2 separate regions of the Mus musculus genome follow, and region 1 is linked to region 2. The links are chromatin contacts, called in public Hi-C maps. All regions are on one chromosome and are shown on one strand. Each heading gives the region's core, a stretch centred on a gene start, on an enhancer-like site or on the middle of the called end of the contact. The rest is flanking DNA. Distances are from core to core; before and after follow the strand shown. Region 1 has its middle 56 kb from the start of Rp1. Region 2 holds the start of Rp1 (retinitis pigmentosa 1 (human)).

The links. Hi-C and Micro-C count contacts between places; a contact is called where the count stands out from the background.
Region 1: a contact with region 2 is called in a Hi-C map of rod photoreceptor, with 3 times the contacts expected there. The contact joins the enhancer-like site here to the promoter of Rp1 in region 2. A contact is called at or near these places in 1 of 39 promoter capture datasets (liver), 2 of 484 Hi-C or Micro-C datasets (nephron progenitors and rod photoreceptor), 1 of 115 datasets of contacts at active chromatin or transcription factors (embryonic stem cells) and 1 of 9 other capture datasets (adipose tissue).

The regions. Positions count from the first base shown.
Region 1 is chr1:4,415,156-4,418,093 of GRCm38.p6, reverse strand. No RefSeq gene overlaps it. Among named protein-coding and RNA genes, the nearest start is that of Rp1, 56 kb to the right of the region's middle. Within about 2 kb of position 1,558, at least 2 of the 459 cell types and tissues checked have an H3K27ac peak or open chromatin away from gene starts, as enhancers often do. A contact at or near this core is called in rod photoreceptor, where this site is marked.
Region 2 is chr1:4,358,783-4,361,750 of GRCm38.p6, reverse strand. Rp1 (retinitis pigmentosa 1 (human)) reads left to right here and starts at 1,448. Exons shown (of 23, transcript NM_001370921.1): 1 at 1,448-1,551.

The DNA of each region.
Region 1 (2,938 bases), core at 309-2,808, 56 kb before region 2:
CCACTCCTTCTTATCTCTTTTCCTCCATCTCTTCCTTTTTCTTATTCCACTTCCCTTTTTATGTTGTCTGTCTAGCATGAGTTGAGTAGCCTGTCCCACACACTTCCACCACCATGATGTTCTCTGCCATTCTGTGGGGCTAGAACAACAGGGACAACAATTAGGGAGTAAAACCTCTGAAGTTATGGAATATTTGTTTAGATGTTTGTATTGGGTATTTTGTGAGATTTAAAATATGACTAGCATGCTTAATAATATTTACCCCTAATAAGTGTTTTGCTTCTGAAGGAAAAGATATCATTGCAGTTGGAAGCCAAGGAATACCATAAAGCCACACCCCACAACAAACCTCACACAAGAGATTTATGGGGAGGGAAAAACCCGGAAGGGTGGCTGCTGCTTCTAGGATGAGAAGGAGCAGAGAACTGAGCATAAGTCAGAGTTTTTATAGTGTTTCTTGGGCGCACAGACATTTTCAGGATGGAGATTTCCAGGACTTGCTGGGATCGAAAGTCCTGAGCTTGGTTTTTTAGTCTGGAAGGTGGGGCTGGCCCAGCTGTTAGGGCAGTTAGAGTGTTTTCTGAATGGAACATGGTGATGGAAGGCCTTGACCCTCGGAATCATAAATTGCATATCAGTTTACTTCAATTTTAGTTCGTTTTGTTACATTTTAGCAAAGCATTTACAGATTTTGGTAAATTTAAATATTTAGTGTTACCGAGGTTGACAACATTTGTGTGTATGTGCTCACATGCATGCATGTGTGTGTATATGCTCGTGAGCATGTGTATATATGTATGGGAGTGCAAGCTCACTTATGTGAGTGAGGGCATATACTTATCAAAGCATGTATCTAGAGGCCATAGAATAGTTGTGCGTTTTGATTTTTCTCCTTTCATGTGGAACAAAGTCTCTCTTTTGCCTTTAACTACTGAATATATTAGAGTAGCTGGCCCATGAGCTTCAGGGAATCTGCTGGTCTCTGCCTTGATCTTACTTTAAGAGTACTGAGATTGCAGATGTGCACTGCTGTGCTTGGCTTTACACGAGTTTTGGGAATCTTCTCTCTAGGTGATTAAGAGAGCTATGAAACTCATTTCTTGTATAAAGGTCTTGGGCCCAACCTCCCTGTGTCCACGATTCTTTGTCCAATACACAGGTGCACCAACGCGTGCAGGCCACAAGGTGGCGCTTTCAAAAAAGGTTTAACTCCTCATGTTCTGGACTCAACTGGAATTGGGAAGGAAAGGCAGACCATAGGAGGAAGCAGTCATATGTCAGGGTTTTTGCAGTATTGTGTTAGGCATAGTCATAACATAACTGGCTCTTGACCCTTTCTTGATTAGGATTGCTGTCATACTCAGCAGGTGTACAGCTGATGCAAAGCCATTGAAAATAATTGCTAGACTTGGTGTTACTATAAAAAGTCTAAAAAAGGGCTGATGAAAGTGAAGGGGAAATGCATAGGTTTATCTTCGCTGGTGTAGTGCATAATGAAGGGACTCAGGAGAGCTTGAGCCTGGCGAGCATGATTCTGGGAAGTCTTTCCCTTCTCCCTATTCCCTGTGCCTTGTTAAAAATTATATGTATGAGAGTGTAAGCTCACTTATGTGAGTGAAGGCATGCATGTATCATACATACATTTAGATTACATTCCTAAAGCTAGCCACCAAGGTCTAGTCCCTTATATGGACATTTCCTCCTTTTTAGGCTGACTACCAACATCCAAAGTATTAAAGTATTAAAGTCCAGCAATCCAAAGCCCCCTTTGGCTCACCTAATAACATGCCCAGTTAAAATCTAACAACTCATCCTAACTCATGGTTTCCCCATGTACCTTTATAAACTGCCATTTTCCTATGTGCCATGTCTGTCTGTCTAACCAGAGGCTGTCCTTTGTTCCCCTCCTGGACAAATACACCTTTCCTTCTCTCCCTTCTTCCCTTCACCCTTGCCCTGTATCTCCTTTATTCCCTGCCCTCTGTCCCTCTAGGGCAAATAAATCTCCTTTGTGCTGAGAACTTGGTCTTGGGGGTCCCGAGCCTATACCATTTCTTACACATTGCACTGGATGCATTGCATTGCAACAATGAATGCTGGAAGAAGAGGGCTGGTGTGTATCGCAGACAGTGCAATAATGAACATAATGGTAATGGCTACCACAGTGTCCTGTCACACAGCATGACTCAGTGTGTGTCTACCAGCAGTCACACTGTTGTTGCTTGTCCAGATGCGGAGCTCCAGCCAGTTTCTGTCAAGTCAACTTTGTCACTAAGCATCATGTTCATGTACTATCCAACCTTCTCCCCCATCTGAGGTTTTGCTTTCTATGATCAATTGTGGTCCAGACATATTTAACGGAAGATTCCAGAAATGGACAGCTCAGAAATTTAAAGTTGCACAGTGCTCTGAATTGTAATTTAAATTTAACTTTGCTGCATCCTGATCCACCCCATCCCATTTGGAACGTCATTCATTCTTATGTACTGCTGTGCATTCAGCACTTAGGAGTTCTCTGTAGGGAGCACCCACGTGTACCAGGCTGGCTCTGGCAGTATCATGATACCTGTGCTCAAGTAATCTCTGTTTGTTAATAAAAATTCCAAAGTGCAAAAGTGGTGATGGTGTGGGCAATTTTGTTATAGAATGTTGTAACTGGTCATTTTATTGTTATTATAAATCTTTTACTGTGAATGATTAATACATTTCATTAAAGCTATATCTAAATATGAAACAAAAAATGCCATAGAATATGTGGATTTGACCCTGTTCATGGTTTCAGGTATCTACTGATCTGGGCTTGGTATATCTCCTCCAGTTAAGGGAGAATTGTTTGGAAATTGATAAAGCCAAACTCTTGATGCAGGAAACAAAGAGGATCAATTTGCAATCTGTCATAAACTTCTTATTCTGTTGCCTTTGCGCATGGCTACATTTC
Region 2 (2,968 bases), core at 199-2,698:
GTATGAGGCATGATTTTCCTCTTATTAGTTAAGTCCAGTTAGAGAGCTGTAAAATCCAGAGAAACAGTTTTGTGTGTGTGTGTGTGTGTGTGTGTGTGTGTGTGTCAGTGTGTGAGATTATATTTTAGAAATGTCAGAGAAGCTACACACATGATGTCTCACCAACATGGCTGCACAAACATGACCTGAACTAGGACTACAAAAATAAACATTCTGACCTGGAAGGGAGAGAGCTTACAAAGCACAAACCATACACAGAAACTAAGACTAAGGCATGTTGAAAGTTTTCCCCCTGGGAATAACACACTATTTGATTATACTATAGCAGATGGTCATCCCTGAAAACATATACTTACCAGTAACATTATACAGCCTGAAGAGGTTATATTTAATATATTTAGGAACACACACACACATGTGCACACACACACACACACACACACACACACACACACACACACATGTAACAATGAAACAAAAAGAGGACATGAATTTGAAAGAGATCAAAGTGGGATAGATGGGAGGGGTTGGAGGGAGGAGCAGAAGGGGCAAATGATGTAATTATACTCGTCAAAGTTAAAAAAAATGAAAATCTAAACAGATAAAAAGAACAATCTCCCATCCAAAAGGATGATTCAGAGTCAGATAATTTTGTATCAGCAGCATACTTTTTTTTTACATAAATAAATGAGGTATACCTAATAAAAAATTGGAAAAAAAAATCTAGCGACTGCTGCACCCTGGGATCCATCCCATAATCAGCCTCCAAATGCAGACACCATTGCATACACCAGCAAGATTTTGCTGAAAGGACCCTGATATAGCTGTCTCTTGTGAGGCTATGCTGGTGCCTGGCAAACACAGAAGTGGATGCTCACAGTCAGCTATTGGATGGATCACAGGGCCCCCAATGGAGGAGCTAGAGAAAGCACCCAAGGAGCTAAAGGGGTTTGCAACCCTATAGGTGGAACAACAATATGAACTAACCAGTACCCCCAGAGCTTGTGTCTCTAGCTGCATATGTATCAGAAGATGGCCTAGTCAGCCATCATTAGGAAGAGAGGCTCCTTGGTCTTGCAAACTTTATCTGCCTCAGTACAGGGGAATGCCAGGACCAAGAAGTGGGAGGAGGTGGGTAGGGGAGCGTGGGGGTGGGGGGAGGGTATGAGGGACTTTCAGGATAGCGTTTGAAACGTAAATGAAGAAAATACCTAATAAAAACTGGAAAAAAATAACTGAGGTAATTAGAAGAGAGGTATCTGTGAGTTGAGTACTTTCTGCAGAAAATGATGCCCACAAAAGAGACAATCTAATAAGGACTCTTAATAGAGAGACTTCAGGGCTGTGGCACCCTTGAGGTGAGCTACTTCTGGAGATTAACATCACCTTGGATTAAATTAATTGGCTGTACTTAATCTGTGAGCACACATGCTAGTAATAAATCCAAAGACATTTGTTTACGTGAAACAAGCAGGTTGCATATCCAGTGACGTTTATACAGACCACACAAACTATTTACTCTTTTCTTCGTAAGGAAAGGTTCAACTTCTGGTAAGTACAAAACTATTTGAAATATTTCTCTTAAAAATATGGTATGCTCATTTTATTTTTGGCAATATCTTTCATATATAGAACACAAACCTCTGTTTTATCTTTAACCATTAGAACAATACATGCTATTAATAGTTATTGTCTGTTACTAAAATCTAACAGCAATCTTTGTAGCATGCTGATATTGATATAGGGAAAAGCTTTAGTGTTGGAAAATTGTGATTCCAGTTTAGTGAAATATAAGGAGAGTTTACTGTAGTTTTGCTTATAATAGCATTATATACTTATTATAGGAAACTACAATGCATTAAAGAACCTGCTTATAATTAAAAGGTTATGGCTACCACAACAACTAGTATATTTTTCTGCTGAGTATCTTTTCCCTCCTGCCCAACATGGCTATGGAAATTTGTGATGAAATGAATTAGTTTTGCTACAGTACCATGTGAATTGTTCCGAGAGTAAATATTTTCTCAGTAAATATTTGCTAGTTTTCTATACAATCTGTCTTCAACTTCCTGAATTCTTATCACATGGGAAAAATTAAATTGAAAATTGAATTAGTGAAAGGATATGTGTGTCTTTTAGGTCCATCATTTATTTTGCCAGATATATTGAGGCAACTGTTCAGGACAGAGTTAAAAGTGCTGTTGACTGAGGCCCATCACAAGGCAGGCAAGCATAGCCACAGCCAAACCTGGTGAACCAAAGTTAATATCTTTTCCTCCTTAATTTTGCAAAGTGTTCCTAATTGCTCCATTGTCTAACTTTTGGCAGCAGAATTTCTGAACACAGGAGGGAAGATACTGATAGCAAGCTAGCCCATCATCAGCAAACAATTTTAGTATACACTGTGCTGGAGGCAAATAAAATTTGTTATCTCCAGGGAGTTCGTCTGGAGGAAAGAAGCAGATCTCAAGATTCCAGTTTCCTTATTACCACTGTCTCTACTTATTCTCCAGAGTAAACTGAGTGCATTACTTAGTTTATTTTTTTAGCCAAGTCTAAAGTTTACTATTGCATTATTGTAATCTCATAGGAAATGTGTTTGAAAATGCTTATAAGAGAACCATCCGAAATTTCATTAATTTCACAAATTAAGAAAGAAGCTCAAATGGCAAATAGTACACTTTGCCATCAAGAGTTGGTGTTCACACAGCTGATCTTGCTTTTGTGAGGTGGCTCTGTGTTGCACTGGTTTCCCTTTCCTCCCGAGGGCATCCCTGCTACTCTGCATCTGGCATCAGAGCTTTCCATGAATTCCCTCTGGACAATGTTACCTTCTATTTGCTGCCTTCAATCTAGACTAGACATCCCATCTAGAGTATTTCCTTGGTACATCGGCACACCGTCAGTTCACTCCTGAATTGCACAATTAATGCTCCTGGATTCTTGGAGAGGTGCATGATTCCAACAG